3 separate regions of the Mus musculus genome follow, and all the other regions are linked to region 3. A link is a contact called in public Hi-C and capture Hi-C data. All regions are on one chromosome and are shown on one strand. Each heading gives the region's core, a stretch centred on a gene start, on an enhancer-like site or on the middle of the called end of the contact. The rest is flanking DNA. Distances are from core to core; before and after follow the strand shown. Region 1 overlaps Cdk6 (cyclin-dependent kinase 6). Region 2 overlaps Cdk6 (cyclin-dependent kinase 6). Region 3 has its middle 72 kb from the start of Gm36548.

Region 1 (2,700 bases), core at 33-2,532, 320 kb before region 3:
GTAAATGTCACAGGGCTTTATCACTGTTCCCTTCCCTTTACAGAGCCCAGGTCACAGACCTCCCTGGAAAGAGCAGCTTCGCCATCACCCACGCACATGCCCCTGGGTGCCGAGGCAAGACACTAACTCTGTCCCCACTGGGCATCTGCAGAGAGTTACATTACTCAGGCATACAAAGACTCATGGATAGACTTCCTGGAATCATTGAGCAAAATCATGACTTGGGCATCATATAAGTGTGCTCAATAGCCAGGTCTATAGTGGGTAATGAAGGGGTAAAAATGTTGTCATAATCACGAAAAGTAACATGGGGATGGGTTTGGGTAGTATGGGATATGGCTGACAAACAGTTTGAAATGTGTGCCCTTTTGTACAAGGACTTTAGTACATCCTCATTATCAGCCCCTTAGGAACGGATTGTAATCATGCTTAGACTTTAAATCACTTTATTGACAGACAGCATCTTTTCTTTTGAGATAGTGTTTCACTAGGTATCCCAGGCTGGTCTCCAACTGAAAATCCTCCTGTCTCAGCCTCCTGAGTGTTATTAGTAGCTTTGAACATACTTGCTGATTTGAAACCTTATGAATACAGCAGTCAGAAGCCAGACGCTTTCAGGGAAACAGTCTGTCTGCCAGTCTGATATGTAAATACATATTAACCACACCTAATGCATGGATACATATCACACACATACACACATACACAAATACATACGAATAAAACTTAGAGCCTGTTGTCTTCTCCATCTCCTGTAAAAAGCTGTGAGAGACACATAGGTCAGGTGTGCCACCTCACTGTAGGGATGGAAGACAAAATGAGGAAGGAGAATGCCTGCCCAGGTCACACACTGTGCGGACAGCCTCGGTTCTCCTCACTCCATGTTCAGCATCTTTTTTTTTATACCTCCACTTAACTATGATACTGGTCTTAGAAAACGCTCTAAATGTCATGGCCTAACTGCTTTCCTTCTGAAGCACTCAATGCTCTCTGAAAGTAGAAATGTGTCTACAGCTTACCTTGTTAAGAGTCTGAGACTATGACTTTCCTTAGGAAAAAAAAAATCAGCTTCCTGTCCAATAAGGACTGTCATGGCCCTTAATGAGCATAATGAAATCATGACAGGTTCATTCGATAAGGCCTGCATCATAATTCTCTATTTGGACGGTTGGATAGAATCTGTAACCGTTCACTGTTTACACGGGGAAGAACTACAGGGCACAGACTGTAAAATGGCTGTGGTGGAAATAATGAAGTGGGTTAGCAGTGACACTAGGGTGCAGCATTGTCCTTTTCCCGTTGAGAGCACTGTTCAGAGAAATGAAACAAAGCCAGTATAATCTAAAGGCACCAAACATACAAGGCTTTCCAGCTGCTCTTCTGTTAGCTATGTGGGAGTGCCAGGCCTTGGCCAAAAGTCAAGCAGGCTTTCCCACGGAACAAGCAAAAAGTCCCTTCTGTCCTACTGCATTGGCTTTGTGGCAGTACACGTAATGCCACAGGTCCAGAGACTGGGTGCTGGAGGTGGCTAGGAATCCCACCAGGCATAAGAAATGGAGAGCAGATGATGGCCTCCAGGGCCCAGCAGGCACACACTACCAAGATCACCTTTTCACGCAACAGGGTAATACTAGAAAGTTTATGTTCCTGGGTCCTTCTTGAAGATCACATGCATACAGGACACGTTCCACAGTCTCAGAGTCCAGTGGTTAGCGACAGGAACTTTCCATGCATAGGCAGCCTAACAAAAGGCTAGGTGGACAAAGTGTCCACTTTACAGTATCACCAGGAGATGAGGTGCTGGTGACTGCCTAGGACCTGGGAAGTCACCAGACCATACCAGATCAGTTCCTGAAAGAACCTCAGCTTTGGGGTGATTCCAGGTTTGAGGCAATCACATTTAAATAGGAAAATTCTGTAGGGGCACTATTTGGACACGGGTAGAGGGAAGGGGTCTTATAGATTTAAAATTCCATAAAAAGTACTTGTGCTTGAGATTCATAAAAGTGTTAACAGTGGTGATTTTTAGCCAGGACCCTATCTCTTTCCATTTTCCCTTTCTTGGGGTGGGACTCAGCAAAAGGATGCCACACAGCACGCCTTGTGAGAAGGCCCAGTTACATTCTAGTGACACGAAAAGCGTGCACAAACATGCAGGTATGAATGAAATTTGCAAATCACCGGAGAGCGATGGAGCAATGCATGAGCTGGAGACAGGCGGCACGGAGAAACTGGAGTCCCTTCCATCGCTCAGGGGGGAAAGTTAACGAAGAAAAGGGTTAAGTTAGCAATTGGGAGCTGGGCACGGTGCAGTAAACCCACTCCAGGTTATCCTCAATGGGAACAGGATGTCGATTTGGACAGGCTGGGGTTCTACGCCACCACCAAGTGTCCCATCTCTTACGAGAAGTAAATTTGATGTGACCTCAAGCAGCCAACACATCTGTACCATGGAGTGGGAGCTCAGAGCTCAAGCAAGGAGAAGCAGCAAAGACCCACCCAGGCAACACGAAAGCATTCAGGGCACAGCATCAAGGCTACGCGTCATGACCGGGCCCCGTGTGACACAGCTCTACTCTACCTTGTGGGGACTCATCACACAACTAGTCAGACTGCCTGCAGTAGCAGCTTGGAGCAAGGAAGATAAGAGAAAGTCAGAGGAAAGCCACTGCAAATGCTTCATGTGATGGACAACTATAA
Region 2 (2,700 bases), core at 76-2,575, 300 kb before region 3:
TCCATTTCTTTACATCAGTATAAACTTGATCTTATTTGATGGCTTATAATTGTTTAATATAATTATGTAGTTTGATATCCAAAATACCTCAGAGGTATGTACCCACTCCTTCAAGTTAAAACCTGTGACATTTGCAAAATTTTGTCTTTACTTTCTGGTACAAAAAAGAACACTCTAGGCCTGTATTTTTAAAATGTTCTATAATAACCACATTGTCGCTGTCAAATGAGAGTATGCAATGCATGTAATTAAAGTCAACCTCAGGTTGGAGAGATGGCTCAGTCCTTAAGAGTGTGTCATGCTCACAGTACCCACAGAAGCTCACAGAAGACTATAACTCCGGTTCTGAGGGGGCCAGATGCCTCTTTCTCCTGTAGGTATCAGCATTCAGGTGCATACACCCTACACACATAATCAAAAACAACCTTACATAAAATAACATATATAATATACACATTATGAGGTACTTTTAAAGGCTGTTCCTGAGGCTAGATGTCAAGTATCCCATGCTGCTCTCAAACAAGCCAGTTAGCCAAAGATGGCATTGAAGTTGTGCTTCTACTGCTCCTGCTTCCTCCCTCCAAGTGCTAAGATTACGGGCATGTGTTACCACACCCAACTTATATTGTTATTATTTTTTCAAATGCAGCTTTCTGGTTCAACATGCTTCAGAAATATGAGAATAAAAGGGATCTCTGCACGGAGTTCCATTTGAGACGGGACAGGGCACAGCTGTCTCATCAATCAGTTTGGAAGGCAGTGTCTAGTGACGGTCCACAGACAACCATTGGTCTTTTCCTGACTGAAGCCAGTCAGCCAGAGACACAGCTGTAGGCATGACACAGTTCTAGCACATTCTGTGCTCCTTGGTCTCATAGACAAACGTGTGCTTGCTCCCGTCTCAGAAGGCTGAAGACACTGAATGGCAGGGAGATAGTCATTTCTGTCCTTCTCAGAAGAAATTCTTGCTGACTGTTCGGAGTTCCCCTACAAGCTAAATGTGAGGCATTTCTTCCTGTGGCTCAGAACAAGAGTCTACAATGGCCTTGGGGATTATGCTCGCCACTCTGTGAAGTGCTGTGGCAACAGGGTTTCAAGGCAAGAAGCCCCTAACACCTTGCCCAGCAGTCTGTGGGCCTCTGCCCCAAACAGTCCCACCTGGTTTCTGAGTCTTATTAGATAGGTTTTCTGGACCTCATCTGTGTACTCAGTGTCTTGCCAGATTCTAGGCTTGGCTCTGGCCTTTGCAGAAGCTGTGGTGGGGCAGATGGGGCAGGACCAGGAAGAGCCCCAGAGTGACTAGGCATGACTTCATTAATGAGTCACCCGGCCACACTGTTTAGTGTGCTGTGGCCCAAGTTTAAGTCTGATACTTAGGACTGGGGTACTGTCTAGGATCTCAGTGCTGCAGGGCCCAAGACTTTTTGACTTCGAATTCTTCTCATGCCTGATGTTAGCAATGATAATGCTATCCTGCTCTAGATGATGGTGTAGCAACACAGACAACATAATCACCGATACTGAGTATATAAATCCAGAAGAGAAAGCCAAATGCTGCATGAGTGCCGTTTTGCACCACTGTGTGGGATTTACGCTTGAGTGCTCTCGCTTTAATACTTGAGACTGAGGTCGAGGGATGGTTGGGCACAGTCACCCAGGTAGGAAGTGATACAAGAGGGGACTGGAGGCTGCAAAGCTGGCTCACACCACCGCCTCACTGTCCTGTGTCCTCCAGATAATGCCAGGTGACTGCTGGTGAACATGCGCCAGTGACTTTCATCACCACAATAGGCAAACTCAGAGGCAGAAAGGTAACCTGGAGGGAGATTTATGTTGGCTCCTGGTTTCGGGGAAGGCAGCTAGCTCATCACGGTGAGGAAGGCGGACAGGAACGGCTGCGTCTGTTACTTCTCACATCGGCAGAGTGTTCGGTAGGATGCAAGCCTCCAGCCTCAATGAATGACTTCTGTTAGCCAGGTCACAGTCCCACCACCTCTCAGAACAGGCAGACCAGGTGAGAACCAAATGTTCTAACACACGGGGCTGCAGGGGACTGTTCCATAATGGAGACTCAGCCTGACTCAAGGAGAAACCAACGAGCCAAATACCATCAATAAGCATGCTTTAAAGGCCAGGTAACTCTCACTCGCTGGTTGTAACAGGATAATGAGGAGCCAGCGTCTCCTGGTCCACCGAGCAGTAGATTGGGTTGGCCACACAGTACTCAGAAGTCTTTTTCTTTGCCTTTTCAGTACATGGCAGGTCAGGATGTCCTTGTTCTTCACGGTGCTGACTTAAGGGAACCCAGAACGGGAAGACCAATATGATGCCTGCCCTGCCAGGCTGACCAGGTAGGGTAAAAGAAAGTCGGTCAGTGGGCTAGAGAGATGGCTCAGTGGTTAAGAGCACTGATGCCTCTTCCAGAGGATCTGAGTTCCATTTCCAGCAGCCACATGGTGGCTCACAACTGTCTGTAATGGGATCTGAGGCCCTCTTCTGGTGTGTCTGAAGGGAGCAACAGTGTACTCACATAAAATAAGTAAACAAATCTTTAAAAGAAAAAAAGGAAGTCAGTTATTAAAGGAGGTGTCTTCCCTTTTGTCCTACGAGGACAGCGTGGGCTTCACGTGCTTGCTAAAGGGTGCTTCCCTTCACTGTGTAGAAAACATCATAAATATAAGTGAGGTTCTTTACTTTTAA
Region 3 (2,876 bases), core at 5-2,504:
ATGCTTTTTCCCTGTTTGCATTCTTTTGTTCAGTATTTCTGGAGCCCCAGTACAGTGAGCATGCTGGTAATCAGTTCAGGAGGCTGAGGCAGGAGGATCTTGAGTTGGAGGTAAACATGAGCTATGTAGCAAAATTGTCTCAAAACACTTAAAACCACAAAGCCATTTTAAAAAACCTTTCTAGGTCTACATGTAACATCCAAAGCCCTTTTCTAAGATAATGAACAGAGTCTCCTGCATTTTCCCTCTGTTACCCACAGGTAACACAGCTTCTCAGGGTTGCTCTCTGCAGTGTCTCATGCGATAGGGACACACTACACAAATGAAGGCTGTGTAGTGCAACATGTCAGGGCACCAAGAGAACAGAATGGTGGCCTCCTAGAATTCAGAGGTTTCTGGAAGTGATGTACCTTGTACAAGAATCCCAACTGTTCACAGAGCCTGGGTTTCATGGAATGCCTCTTTGGAATGATTTTCCCCTCAGTGGCTGCAAGAGCTGAAATCTGTTATACACCCCCGCCCCCCTCCCCCGCCCCCAAGTTTGGGTCAATTTTCACCCATCTAAGACAGGGTGGCAACTCTGGTTTGAATGCCATTTCATGCCTGATAAAATTTCACTAGGCATTTTAACTTTTAACTTCTTTTATTGACTTACTCTGCAGATGGAGAGAAATGTTTAGAAAGAGGGGAAAAAAACTTTCAACGGGGATTTAGTGAAGTCATGTTTCAGTAGAGGAAGGAAATGCCATTGACTCTATTAGAGCTGCCTAATGTTTTCCACAAACTCTAGAAATAGTGCGTTGTGTCTTGGTGACCCACAATAGCAGCTGACTGCCTGCACATGATGGAAATTCTATTTAGGTTTGCTAAAAATTAACTATTTAATCCCCTGCTGTCTGTGCCATACTGGATCTTGTGTCTGATTTAGTCTATCCCACTGTTTTCAAAGCAACCAAAAGTTATTTCCAAGTAGGTTAAGTGTTCTGAAGCTTCCCGTGGAAGTGCTGCGAGGGATGGAGAGAGGTTATGCGATCTGTGCCCTTGCGTATAAAGGGTCCTAGATGCTGGTGGGAAGGTTGCGTCAGCTTCTTCCCTGTGTTCCTTTACCTGCCTTCACAGCAACTGAACCTAGCTAGAAGACCTCTTCCTTCCTTGCTCCCGCTCGGCCATCCCTTCCCTCTGCCTGACCTTATCTGGCCTGTTGGAGTTGTGATAAGACAAAAGGGGAAGTGTTTGATTGCTGGAGCACACCCTTTGGAGTGGGGCCAGAGAAAGAGTTCGTTAAGGAAAGTGAGAGGCCTGCCTGAGTGTGAGAAAAACAGCAGTCTCAGAGGGGGGAGAATTATCATGGGGCAGAATGCAGAAGTGCCTGCGAAGGTCTGCAGGGCAGAGTTCAGAAGAGAGCTTGCCAAAGGAGCCTTCTCTGAAGATTTACTGCCGCAGCCACAGCTGACAGAGAAGAGGATCAGGAGGAAAGAAGTTCTGTCCTGACTAGCTTCACAGGAAGTCTGCAGGCTGCAGGGCTGGGAGTCTCTGACAGGCCAAGGAGCAGGAGCGCTCTCAGCCTGCAGCTTGGGGAGAGAGGACTTCCAGTTTGTTTTTAAAGAGACCCCCTTCCAAGCAGCATTTGTGATGACTCGGCACAGATGTCTCCAAGCAGAGAAACTACTCTCCAGGCAAGATGTTCCCGGTCTGTCCAGACCCATCCATCCCCACGGGCACCACGCCTCCCCCGCCCCCAACAAGCTCAGGTATATTCCTGTAGCCTTCAGGCTCTTGGTTGAGAGGACCCCGACCATCGTGGAGGTCTGATTATGTCTGTCTGTCCTTTACCTAGTATGTTGGGCCTAGTCCCTAAAGGACAAGCAGACAGATTCCCGATCTCCATCATAAGCTATAAAGCAAGGTTCTAGGGACAGTTGTGCGGACAGATGTCTCTAATGACATCTTATTTGCAGCACACAGATCTGAAGTACTTTTACCCAACTCCCCTACTCCCTGCATAAGAAAGAATATTCTCTAACTGGGTTAGACCATTGTGATAATGCATGTTATTGTAGCTGTCAAAGCCAACACTTGACTGATTCAGAAACTAATACATAGGTAATACACCTACATGAATCCCGCGTACAAACTAAGCCAATAAGTACAAGGAGAGGATCCTAACTGGCAGTCTGTAGTATCCACAGCCACCTTTTACATGAGGATGCCTTTGAGCTTTGAGATCCACCCCGACCACATCAAACTTAAGACTTTGCACATGATAGGTAAGTTCTTTAACACTGAGCTACATCTTTAACCTGAGACCATGCCACTTTTAATAGCACATGCATGTCCTTTGTGAAACGACCTTCAATTTTGGGAACTACACGTGTGCATTCCCATCTGGTGTTTTCTCCCAGTCTCAGTGGAGTAACAGTGGGTTATGGAGACCTCAAAAGACAGAAAAGAAGGAATTATATCTGTCTTGGCTTGTCGTCTTTACCTTTGGGTTCTTTCTCCTAAGGGACCCCCTGACTTCTAGATGATGCTAACTCCTTTGGGTTTGGGACTAGTTAGACCATTTGATATAGGAGACACCAGAGGTCCACCAGCGGGCAGGACCAAAGATGATCAAGGGCAGTACAAGCCATTATAGGAACTTCAAATGGCTAAAATAACCCAACAGTAAAGACCGAAGACTAAAGCGGAGTTGAGCTAGCTTGCAGACTTGAACAGAGATTCTGGGAAGTGTTATGGTATCAAATTCTAGAGCAGTGTCTATTCCTGGAATTTTTTTTTTTTTTTTTTTGATGGCAGAGGTGAAGTCTCGAGAGTTTGACTGGACTTTGTTTGTTTCTGTGGCAGTGTGATAAGAAAGTCTGAATAAATGGCTG

Evidence for each region. Hi-C and Micro-C count contacts between places; a contact is called where the count stands out from the background. Capture Hi-C pulls out chosen DNA fragments and counts their contacts.
Region 1: a contact with region 3 is called in a Hi-C map of bone marrow-derived macrophages, with 21 read pairs. The contact joins two enhancer-like sites. A contact is called at or near these places in 1 of 484 Hi-C or Micro-C datasets (bone marrow-derived macrophages), 4 of 115 datasets of contacts at active chromatin or transcription factors (bone marrow-derived macrophages and microglia) and 1 of 9 other capture datasets (bone marrow-derived macrophages).
Region 2: a contact with region 3 is called in a capture Hi-C map of bone marrow-derived macrophages, with 13 times the contacts expected there. The contact joins two enhancer-like sites. A contact is called at or near these places in 2 of 484 Hi-C or Micro-C datasets (the HPC-7 cell line and bone marrow-derived macrophages), 4 of 115 datasets of contacts at active chromatin or transcription factors (acute myeloid leukemia, bone marrow-derived macrophages and microglia) and 1 of 9 other capture datasets (bone marrow-derived macrophages).

Annotation. Positions count from the first base shown.
Region 1 is chr5:3,515,518-3,518,217 of GRCm38.p6, reverse strand. All of the region lies in intron 6 of Cdk6 (cyclin-dependent kinase 6), which reads right to left. Among named protein-coding and RNA genes, the nearest start is that of Fam133b, 27 kb to the left of the region's middle. Within about 2 kb of position 1,282, at least 79 of the 459 cell types and tissues checked have an H3K27ac peak or open chromatin away from gene starts, as enhancers often do. A contact at or near this core is called in bone marrow-derived macrophages, where this site is marked.
Region 2 is chr5:3,493,151-3,495,850 of GRCm38.p6, reverse strand. All of the region lies in intron 5 of Cdk6 (cyclin-dependent kinase 6), which reads right to left. Among named protein-coding and RNA genes, the nearest start is that of Fam133b, 49 kb to the left of the region's middle. Within about 2 kb of position 1,325, at least 161 of the 459 cell types and tissues checked have an H3K27ac peak or open chromatin away from gene starts, as enhancers often do. A contact at or near this core is called in the HPC-7 cell line, acute myeloid leukemia, bone marrow-derived macrophages and 1 more, where this site is marked.
Region 3 is chr5:3,197,024-3,199,899 of GRCm38.p6, reverse strand. No RefSeq gene overlaps it. Among named protein-coding and RNA genes, the nearest start is that of Gm36548, 72 kb to the left of the region's middle. Within about 2 kb of position 1,254, at least 99 of the 459 cell types and tissues checked have an H3K27ac peak or open chromatin away from gene starts, as enhancers often do. A contact at or near this core is called in the HPC-7 cell line, acute myeloid leukemia, bone marrow-derived macrophages and 1 more, where this site is marked.